Regions from separate parts of the Sus scrofa genome. Here region 1 is linked to region 2. Evidence: chromatin contacts called from public HiChIP or PLAC-seq data. All regions are on one chromosome and are shown on one strand. Each heading gives the region's core, a stretch centred on a gene start, on an enhancer-like site or on the middle of the called end of the contact. The rest is flanking DNA. Distances are from core to core; before and after follow the strand shown.

Region 1 (5,348 bases), core at 653-3,152, 140 kb before region 2:
AGAGGAGGCCAGGTAGCTAATTGCAACCTTAAATGACGTATCACAATGGTAAGTTGTTTCTTTCTTTATGTTGTTTAAGTACCAAGGTGAGTGGGATGGTTCTGATGATCTGTAGCAAAGGGAACTGTATATACCTGGGGCTCTGGGGCAGAGCTGCATTTTCATCAGTTCACTCTCCTATGCTTGTGAGAACAAGGGTGACTGTTGACCGATTCAGGGACCTCTCCTCCCCCCTCCCTCCATGGTTGGACATTATAACCTCCAAGGACTGTTTGACCTGGGGTTCACATACACATGGTAACCATGCTTTAATTTCCTGTTGGATATTTATCACGAAGAGATTCAGAAGAGTAATATTTTAAAGGAGACTCCTAACCAAAAGCTCCTCGAACTACTTTGGAAAGAGGTTGTTCCTTTCTGCCTTTCCTCTAGTAGCTTGATCTTGAATATGGACTTTTCCGTTCTCCTTGTCCTGAGACCAGCATGGACTCAAACATTTGCTTTAAAAATTGATTGATTTCTTTTTCTTTTTTAAATGTCATTACATCAGTGATGGTGTTAGTTATTAACCCATTACTAAGAAAGAGTTCAGATAAAATAGGTGACTTCAGAATATTCGTGCTCCTATTGGATGATAACCTGCATAATCTGTTCTTATTCCTGGAAGAGAAATGAGCTGATCACAAGTGGAGAATGCACAATAGCAGTGAAATGAGTTGTGTCTTCTCTTCTCACTTGTCACTAAACAACACAGCTAGAGGAAATCTTTCCAGCTAGAGGAAATCTTTCCAGCTAGTTATTTAACAGACTGTTAAATAAATAATTGGTGTAAACGCATTCCTAAATCAAATTTTCACACCTATGCCAAACTGTGATGGTAAGAAACATTCATGGTAATCTTGCTCATGTTCTGATGAATATATATATATATATAACCTAAAGAATGTTTGAATGAGAAAATAAGTTTTTTAGCATCTCTCTTTTTTTTTTTTTTTGGCTGCAGTTGTAGCATGCAGTAGTTCCTGGGCCAAGGATTGAACCCATGCCACAGCAGCAACCCAAGCAGCTGAAGTAACAATGCTGGATCCTTAACCACTAGGCCACCAGGGAACTCCATGGAAAGAAGTTTCTTTTTTTTTTTTTGTCTTTTGTCTTTTGGTCTTTTGTTGTTGTTGCTGCTATTTCTTGGGCCGCTCCCGCGGCATATGGAGGTTCCCAGGCTAGGGGTCGAATCGGAGCTGTAGCCACCGGCCTATGCCAGAGCCACAGCAACGCAGGATCCGAGCCGCGTCTGCAACCTACACCACAGCTCACGGCAACGCCGGATCGTTAACCCACTGAGCAAGGGCAGGGACCGAACCCGCAACCTCATGGTTCCTAGTCGGATTCGTTAACCACTGTGCCACAACGGGAACTCCGGAAAGAAGTTTCTTAATAGTAGGTCATATTGGAGTTCCCGCTATGGTGCAGCGAGTTAAGGATCTGGCATTGTTCTGCAGTGGCACCGGTTTGATCCCCAGCCTACACAGTGAGTTAAGGATCCAGCATTGCCACAGCTATTGTGAAGGTTGTAGCTGTGGCTGAGACTCAATCCTTGGCCTGGGAACTTCCATATGCTGTGAACTCAGGGAAAAAAAAAAAATAGTAGATAATATGGCTTTGGTTTAGGATGCACATTATGGGTATACATATACATAATTTCTAATATAGGGTCATCTTTTAGGATACTAATAGCTGCCAGTAGCAAAACATTCAATTCATGGCTTAAATATTAAATTTACTGTCTCATAGAACAAGCATTCTAGCCTTTGGGCAAGTTCAGGCTTCTTAATTCTGGGGCTCAGTGTCATAATCACTGGCTCTTTAAACCTTTCTTCCCCGTCATCCTCAGTCTTTAGATGTTAGACCTCAGCCTTATCCCCGTTTATCACTTCCTCATAGCTGGTCTGGACACAGAAAAAGGAAGCCTCTCCACAGCTCTCTCTCTCTCTTTTTTTTTCTTTCTTTTTTTTTTTTGTCTTTTTAGGGCTGCACCTGCGGCAAATGGAAGTTCCTAGGCTAGGGGTTGAATTGGAGCTGCAGCTGCAGGCCTACACCACAGCCACAGCAATATAAGATCCAAGCCGCATCTGAGACCATACTGGATCCAAGACCATCTGAGCCGCATACTGCAGCTCATGGCAAGACCAGATCCTTATGGAGCAAGGCCAGAGATCAAACCCTCTTCCTCATGGATACTAGTCGGATTTGTTGCCTCTGAGCTGCAACAGGAACTTCCCACAACTATCTCTTTTTTTTTAAGGGCAACTTTTCCTCTGTTGGCCAGAACTGGGTTGCAGGCATCTGTCTGGAACAGTTACTGGCTGCAGGGCAAGAAGCCACCGTTAATTGCCTGTGTTCATTTATGAGTCACTGCTGGGCTGTGAAGGTGGTCAGACTGCCCTGAAGGACCTGACTGACTTAAGAAGGAAGGGAAAAAACCCAGATTCTGTTAATAGAGTACAGTGAGTATAGGATGACAGCTAGAGTATTAGTGAAATAGTGTCTACTGGAGTTCCCATCATGGCTCAGTGGTTAATGAACCCAACCAGTATCCATGAGGACGCAGGGTCGATCCCTGGCCTCGCTCAGTGGGTTAAGGATCCGGCTGTGGTGTAGGTTGCAGACTCAGCTCAGATCCTGGGTTGCTGTGGCTGTGGTGTAGGCCAGCAGCTACAGCTCCGATTCAGCCCCTAGCCTGGGCACCTCCATATGCCATGGGTATGGCCCTCAAAAGACAAAAAGAGAAAGGAAATAGTGTCTACCAAATATTAATGGTATATATTAATAGAAATATAAAACTTTTTTTTAAAGCATAGATTCAATAACAAAAAATGCCTTGACTAGAACTACAAGTCTTCTGGAAACAACCATTATGATGAATGAATTAACAGTTAATTTTTGGGTCACCTGTGGATGTTACCATTGCAGGATCATTTGTAGCACATTGGCTTTTTGTCTGGATTTGTTTCCATTGCACCACAATGGGAACTCCCCACATTGGCATGTTATTGATGGATAAGTTATGTTTCTAAAAAAATGCCCCCTCAGATATATTTACATCAGTTTTATAGTTTTATGTAAGAGATTTTGCTACAAGTTTCTCTTGCTCTGACATAACCTCCCCCAGTTCTTATTCCCAACTAAGTCCCTATTTCACTTCCACCCAATCTCAAATCTTATTTCCTGCTAAGCTGGCTATGGCTTAGCTTTTGCAATGCAACATTTTAATAATTGAACAAAAATTATAAGTGATCATGAACAACCTGGGGCAATAAATGTTGTGTAATATTAAATATACCTCTAAGTGGTGCTAGGATACCAAAAGGATTGCCAAGATTATTTAGTTATATTGGAAGCTGAAAATAAGGAATCTAGATGCCCAGATCTTAGGATACAAAATGAGATGGCAACCAGTTGACAGAAATGAGTGCTTATTTTGAATTATCCATTGAAATTTCTGTTTTTATATGGCATTGCTACTGAAACTGGTAGAAATATGAAGTTATAAAGCCATACATGCTGCCTTGAAAGGGGTTCACAGATATTCTAAGCCTTATCAAGTGCATTTTAGTTAATTAATAATTAGAGCCTAGAGGAAGTTCCCGTTGTGCAGTGGAAACAAATCCAACTAGTATCCATGAGGAGGTGCGTTTGATCCCTGGCCTTGCTCAGTGGGTTAAGGATCCGGCGTTGCCATGAGCTATGGTGTAGGTCCCAGACATGGCTCAGATCCCATGTTGCCGTGGCTGTGGCATAGGCTGGAAGCTGCAGCTCCAATTTGACCCTTAGCCTGGGAACTTCCGTATGCCCTTAAAAGCAAAAAAAAAAGAAAAAAAAAATTAAAGCCTACAAAATTTTGAAACTTATGTTTAGGGGTGTGGCCCTAAAAAGCAATAAATAAATACATAAATAAATAAATAAAATTAGAGCCTAGAAAATTTTGCAACTTACATTTTTACCAATCCATTTACGAAATGTCATGCCAGTCATTTGTTTTAAGATATATATGTAATGCAAGATTTCACTGGATGTTATTAACATGGAAGAGACTAGATAAAATAGGTACACATTTATCTTCTGTTTGTGGAGTAGATCTGTTGGTAAAATATTTAGACATTAGATGTTTATGTCAATGTCTGACATGCAGGCTTGAGTGCTTTTTCTCCTCCTATGTTATTTCTGCTCAGGTTAGGACATTCCTTCTGAAATGTCTAACATAAGAAATACTATTATTTTGGTATGGCCAATTAGGCACCACCTGAAGCAGCAGTGCCAGGAGCACCATGAAAATGTCTTTCTAAAGGTTGACAGTACATATAGAGGGACTGGAAATGTTCTTTTTATGAAATTTGCCTAAGCCTAGCTTGAACCCCCAGCAACTTGAGGCCTACAGATCCCCTCATCCTTTTCTGAGAAAACGGTAAGATTCTACTTTTGTAGAATTCGTTAGGTGATACAGTGTGGTTCATGACAGCAAGGTCCTTCTTTTATACAAGTACATGTGTAAGTCACAGTCACATAAAATGTTTGCTGTGGAGAAGCTGGGTCTCTGTCTGCTGAGCCTTGGCTTCTCTACATTTGAGGTTTGGGGTCAGATAAGCATCTCTTTACCCTCCAACAACTAAGTGCCTACTTAGCAAACTCAGCATGATTTTTTTTTTTTTAATTAAAAAAATATTTTTTCCAGCACAGTTTTTTAAAGTCAATTCAGTGAGTTTTTTCCTCTCATTTTCTGAGAAAACTAGAACTTTTTATATTGATCTGAGATGTACATCATGTAGCTTACATAGCTTCTAAGACAGAATGAAGTCATCAGCAGTGGTCATTTGTCTACATACACTTTCCTTCTGTATATGACAGATCTCTCATATATAAATTATATCCATAAAGGTGTAGTTATATATTTAAATAAACTATAGAAACCAATACTCAAGCCAATAAAAATAGAGCATAGGGTATTAATATTTTCCTAAATGTATATTTATTTTAAATAATTAAGATGATCTTTGGTTTTATGATCTATTTCTATTACAAGGAAAAGGGGAAAAATAAGGATGGAGAGTGCTTCAAATTTTATAAATGTTAAATATACATTATTTTGGCTGATCTTATAAAGCAAGTAAGTCTGCCGTTTGTTGTGGAATATAAATACATTTGAATGTAAAAACGAGTTTCTGGCTTTGCCTTCCTATGGGTTACATCCTAAACTTGCTCAGCTTCTGTTCTTCAAGCAGGACATGCCCTTAAAGAGGGGAAGGGCTCCTTAGGGGCCCACAAAAGAATACACATCTTTAATTCTTCTAAAA
Region 2 (5,488 bases), core at 1,602-4,101:
AGAAGTATATCCTTTAACCAATTCACTTATTGTACTCTTTGGCAATGGTAAGGAAAACCAGTCAAATACTTTGCTTGTAAAATGCTTAATATCGTGCCTAGGTTATGTGGTGACTATTTGAATTAAAATGTATTGAATCACCAAATAAAAGAATGCAGCTATTTCGGGGAGAAACTAAGTGTGTGTGTCCAAGATTTGTCTCAAACTACAAGAAAATAAAAGTGACTATGTTTTGTGTTACCGTGATTTTTATTATGGAAAGCTGATATTAATGCAAAAGACCAGCAGAAAAGAGCATTTCCATTGAGGCTTTCCAGCCTCTGGACTCCAGTGCTTTTGAGCAGGAGTTTTCCTTTTCTCAGGCATCTTGATACTGATTGCAGGTAAATTAAATTGCAAATGACATGAAGTTGTGTGTAATTAATGAAATGCTTGCTTATAGCCTGTATGGTAGTATGAAACTCGGCGCGGGTGGGATGGGCCTGTAAATTTCCCATCATGTATTCATTTCCAGTGCCTGATACTAGAGGGGTGAGTGCAGATCCATCTGGCATGTGGATCCACATATTTTACACAGCACACTCCAGGCATGGTCCTCAGGTTCAGATGTAGATCTCTCTGCAGGCTGATGTCGTCAGTATCTGATCTTTGCCTTTGAACTTGCCTAGGAGTCATCTAGGTCCAAGACTTATCTAGGCAAGAAGCACTTTTGCACCTGGCAGTCCTACTCTGCAGCCAATCACATGAAAGACAAAGTGAAAATATGTGCTCTATCTTACTGACTTATTTCCATAGTTTTGACCCATCCCTGTGGGGGCAGCCTAGATACAGCCCAACTGCTCCCCTGGAAAACTATGCAACATCACCCTCTGGGCAATTGACAATTCTCATTACTATAGTCAAAATGCTGTGAAATCTAATGTCAATGACCTGTTCAGCATTTCTAACCATTGAATAGAGCACCTTCTTTTCCTTTTATTTTTTTAAATATTTATGTTTTGTTTCCTTATAAAATGTTGAAAGCCAAAAGAAATGGGTTCTATAAAGGTAGCCTCATGCACAAGTACCTGCCAGTGCTTGGGAGGGGTGTGAGGCCCAGCTTCGTTGTACTTTCCCAATCATAGATCCAACTTGCATTTTACCAAAAAAATAAATGGCTAATAAGACCATAATGTCTCAGAATTCCAGAAGTTGTGACTGTATTGACCACAAACTCTGTGATATCTGTGATGTGTGCCTTTGTCCCTGAGATGGACTCTTCTGCCTTGTGATTTACATTAAAATAAAGGAGCAAGATTTTATCGGCACAAGGCAGTCTTTCATGTCCGAATTTTTTTCTTTCTACATCTCATTTCAGTCCTCTTCCTCATCTCCTATTCCTTATATGCACTTTGATGGGGTGCAAATGACAGAATAATAGGAATCTGCACTGGGGGAGAGCAGTGGCCCTCAGCCATTCCCGGTGTTATGGAACACAAGTTCATGTTCCTGATGGACAGTGAAGCCAAACAAACCACAACTTCAAGGTTTGGAGCAGAGAAAGGGTCCATGCAAGAAAACAGTGGCTGGTGAAAAGAAACAACTAAACTCCTGGAAGACTTTTCAGCAAAGCGGTTTTTTTTTGTTGTTGTTTTGTTTTTTGTTTTTTGTGGGGTTTTTTTTTTGTCTTTTTAGGACCACATGTGTGGCACATGGAAGTTCCCAGGCTGAGGGTCAAGTCAGAGCTGCAGCTACTGGCCTACACCACAGCCACAGCAACCCTAGATCTGAGCCTCTTCTGCACCTACACCATGGCTTATGGCAACGCCGGGTCCTTAATGCACTGAGTGAGGCCACAGGTTGAACCTGGGTCTTCCTGCATACTAGTCACACTCCTTACTGCTGAGCCAGGATGGGAACTACCTCAGCAAATCTTTTTTAAATTCAAGGTGAGGGAGGGGCATGGTTGGTTTTTGCAAACTTCTTGGTTTTAGACTCCTTTGTTCTTGCACCTGTCTACATATGTCAGGTTACAATGTTCCTGTAATTCTACAGAAAGACAAATGTTCTTATTCTGTTCTGAAATTTTTTTCTCTCTAAATTGGAAAAGTGTTATACCCTTGAAGAGTTATAAGCCTTGAGAATGACAGTCTTGTGTATTTCAGGCTATGGGCAACAACATTAACTTGTAGCAATAGAGTACAAAGGATAAAGTAAAAAAAGATCCACTATGGAGTCAGATTTGTTCTGTCTTATTGCAGAGGCATGTTTCCTGTGGGTGTGATTGGGTTTGAGGAAAAGCAGAAAATAAACATTTTCTATAATAATCCTTATCTCCAAAAAGATTTTGATATTTTGATTATGTATTATAATTGGATTTAAAATCATAAATGTCACTGTTCTTTACATTCGTAGGAAATGTTACCCAGTCCAAGCTCATTCTGCTCACCACACAACAGGCCAACAAAGCAGGGGATAAACTGTTGGAGCAAGGAACAACTTTATTTGGAAAGCCAGCAACCCAAAAAGAGAGCAGACTAGTGTCTCAAAGAAGCATCTCATCTCACTCAAAATTCAGGCTGCTTTTATAAAAGAAAGAAGAGAGGGGTGGGGAGTGGAAGTGTGGTTGGTTGTTGCAAACTTCTCCATGCAGAGATCATTTGTTCTTGTAGCTGTTGAAGTGGGTCAGGTCTCAATGTTCCCTTAAACCTCCAATAAAACAAATGTTATTCTCTATTCTAAAACTTTTTATCTAAACATGCAGTACTCTTAAAGGTCATGGCCTTGAGAATAGGCTATCCTGTATATTTCAAGCTACCATCAGCATCCTTTTGCGAAAGGTGCTGAGCCTGGATGACTAAGCACAAGTGACAGAGGAAAAGGGTTAAAGAGAAGTTAAAGGAACAGATCTAATACAGAGTCAGATTTGTTCTTCTCTATTACAGAAGGAGTGGAAAAATTGAAAATCTCATAATCACTGGCTTTATGTCCTGCTTTTCCTTCCTGCTTCATGTGTAATTCGTGAAGTCCCACGTACTCTGTCCTCATGACCTCTCTTGGGCTCCTCTCTCCCTCTCCTTCCCCTCCTCAGACCCTCTAGCCCCGTTCCAATATGTGGAGCCTCTCCTCTTTTCCAGCCTTCCTGCCTCTCGTCCTACATCCCACTCCTCCTGTACCTCCCTCCCCCAATCCATCCTCCTCACCACCAACTGAAGGGTCCTTCAAATATTGAATTATGTCACTTCAGTAGAAATTTTACAATGGAACTCTGCAACATTAAATTTTAATTCTTTGCCCATGACACTCAAAATCCTTCTTAAGCGCGTTGTTTCTGCTGGTTTTGCATCACCAAGCCCAACATACACTCTGGTATATGTTGCTTCCTGAAAACACCTTATTTCTGTGAATCTCTGCTGGCACAGCTGTGTTCCCTCTGGAGCTGTTCCTACCCTTAACCTATCTCAGTAATGTTGTTTCGACTCTCAGTTCCAATGCCACTCTTCAGTCAGATTTTTCTTCCTTAGTTCCCACCTTAGTTTCCCGCCTTAGCCACCATCTCTCCTATGCTCCCAGGAATATTTCAGTGGTAGATATGGTCATATTCTGTCATCATTACCTCCTCTCATTTCGATTTCTCATTGGACTCCTCATTCTAACAAACAAACAACTTCTTCTTAAATAGCACATCAGGCACCCTGGTGTCCCTAAGTATTTCTGAATTTCAGCTACCTAATCTGGAAAATGAAGGCGTTAGTAGGTACTTTTCAGTTCTAATCAGTCCAGTCTACAGGTAATGTTGGGGCACCAGCCAACACGAGTAGAGCCTGCTGCAAGAATGTCTATCTCTTGTGATATAAAGTGATATAATTATTTTCCTCTCTAACAATGCTTTGAAACTCTTGTGTTTGGTTTCCAGTTAATGTTTGTCCTATCAACCCTCTCTCAGATACCACTTCTTTTCAAAGTAAAGGAAGTTTATTAATTTCTTTATACATTATATTCTTAAATGCATTCATAGTATGGATACTTATTTTATGATATAATTAAATATTTGAGTCAGAACTTAGTCTTTAAAAAATGAGAACATATAGACCTATCAGTAATGGATGATTCATAGTCGTCTCATCATTTAAGTCTTTTGAGTCATTTGCCCTCATCAGACCTAATAGAGTTCAAGTGAATACTCATAGTCTGAAAACACGCATATTCCCAAATATTGCTATGCTAGCACTCTCTGTGGAACGTTCTTGCATTTATCTGTTTCTTGTATTAAAATGTTAATTTCAATAATTTTCCTCTCTTGTATTAAAATGTTAATTATATCCTTTTGTCATCTGCTTCAAAATGGATCTGCCCAATCCCCTACACCAATCCAGTTACTTTAATACCTGCTAAACCATTAGAATAAATTTTATTCATTATAAATCTATACAAAATTTAAGAAAGTGACTTTATTTTGTAGGAAGTATAGCCTTTAATATTAATAACTTTATTATTTAAAAATAATATATGCAATCCCAGCTAGCTTATTTTAAACAGAAAAGGAATGCTGACCTTAAAATTCATATGGAAATGCAAGGGACCCAAAATAGCTAAAAGTCTTGGAAAAGACCTGCAAAGTTGGAGGACTTACACTTTCCAATTTTGAAACTTAGTGCAAAGCTATATAGAAATAGTGTGATAAGGCTAATACGTTTAGACATGCAGGGAATTGAAAGTCCAGAAATAAACCCTTGTCAATTGATTTTGACAAGGGTGCCAAGACAATTCAATGGTGAAAGTGTATTTTCAACAAATGATGTTAGGACAGCTGGATATCCACGTGCAAAGGGAAAATTTGGACTCTTACCTCATACCATATATGGAAGTTAACTCAAAATGAATGAAAGATCTAAATGTAAGAGATAAAAGTATGAAATTCTTAGAAAGACATATAGGAGAAAATTCTGATGACCTTAGATTAGGTGATCATGTTTCAGATAAGACACCAAAGAACATGTGACAAAAGAAAAAATAGGAGTTCCGTTGTGGCACAGTGGAAACTAATCCGATTAGTGTTCTGGGCTCAATCCCTGCCTTCACTCAGTGGGCTTGGGATCTGGCATTGCTCTGAGTTGTGGTGTAATCCGCAGACATGCCTCAGATCCCGTGTGGCTGTGGCTGTGGCATAGGCTGGCAGCTGTAGTTCCAATTCGACCCCTAGCCTGGGAACTTCCATATGCCATGGTATGGCCCTTAAAAAAAAAAAAAATATAAACTCAACAATATTAAAAATGAAAACTTTGGTGCTTCAAAGGACACTGTAAAAAAAATGAAAAGATAAACCACGTAATGTGAGAAAATGTTTGCAATGTATATATTTGATCAGGGTATTATATTTAGAATAAATAAAGAATACTTAGATCTCAACAATAAAAAGATAATTCAGTTGAAAAATGAGCAAAGGGCTTGAATTCACATTTTTCTAAAAAAAGATACATGAGTGGCAAATAAGCACATAAAAAGATAG

The links. HiChIP or PLAC-seq counts read pairs in DNA pulled down with a chosen protein or histone mark.
Region 1: an H3K27ac HiChIP or PLAC-seq map of alveolar macrophages shows a contact between it and region 2. The contact joins two enhancer-like sites. A contact is called at or near these places in 1 of 47 Hi-C or Micro-C datasets (embryonic fibroblasts) and 1 of 2 datasets of contacts at active chromatin or transcription factors (alveolar macrophages).

What each region holds. Positions count from the first base shown.
Region 1 is chr8:45,714,580-45,719,927 of Sscrofa11.1, reverse strand. All of the region lies in intron 1 of PDGFC (platelet-derived growth factor C), which reads left to right. Among named protein-coding and RNA genes, the nearest start is that of PDGFC, 92 kb to the left of the region's middle. Within about 2 kb of position 1,902, at least 5 of the 83 cell types and tissues checked have an H3K27ac peak or open chromatin away from gene starts, as enhancers often do. A contact at or near this core is called in alveolar macrophages, where this site is marked.
Region 2 is chr8:45,573,819-45,579,306 of Sscrofa11.1, reverse strand. PDGFC (platelet-derived growth factor C) reads left to right here. Exons shown (of 6, transcript XM_021101285.1): 6 at 1-242. Among named protein-coding and RNA genes, the nearest start is that of PDGFC, 230 kb to the left of the region's middle. Within about 2 kb of position 2,851, at least 2 of the 83 cell types and tissues checked have an H3K27ac peak or open chromatin away from gene starts, as enhancers often do. A contact at or near this core is called in alveolar macrophages, where this site is marked.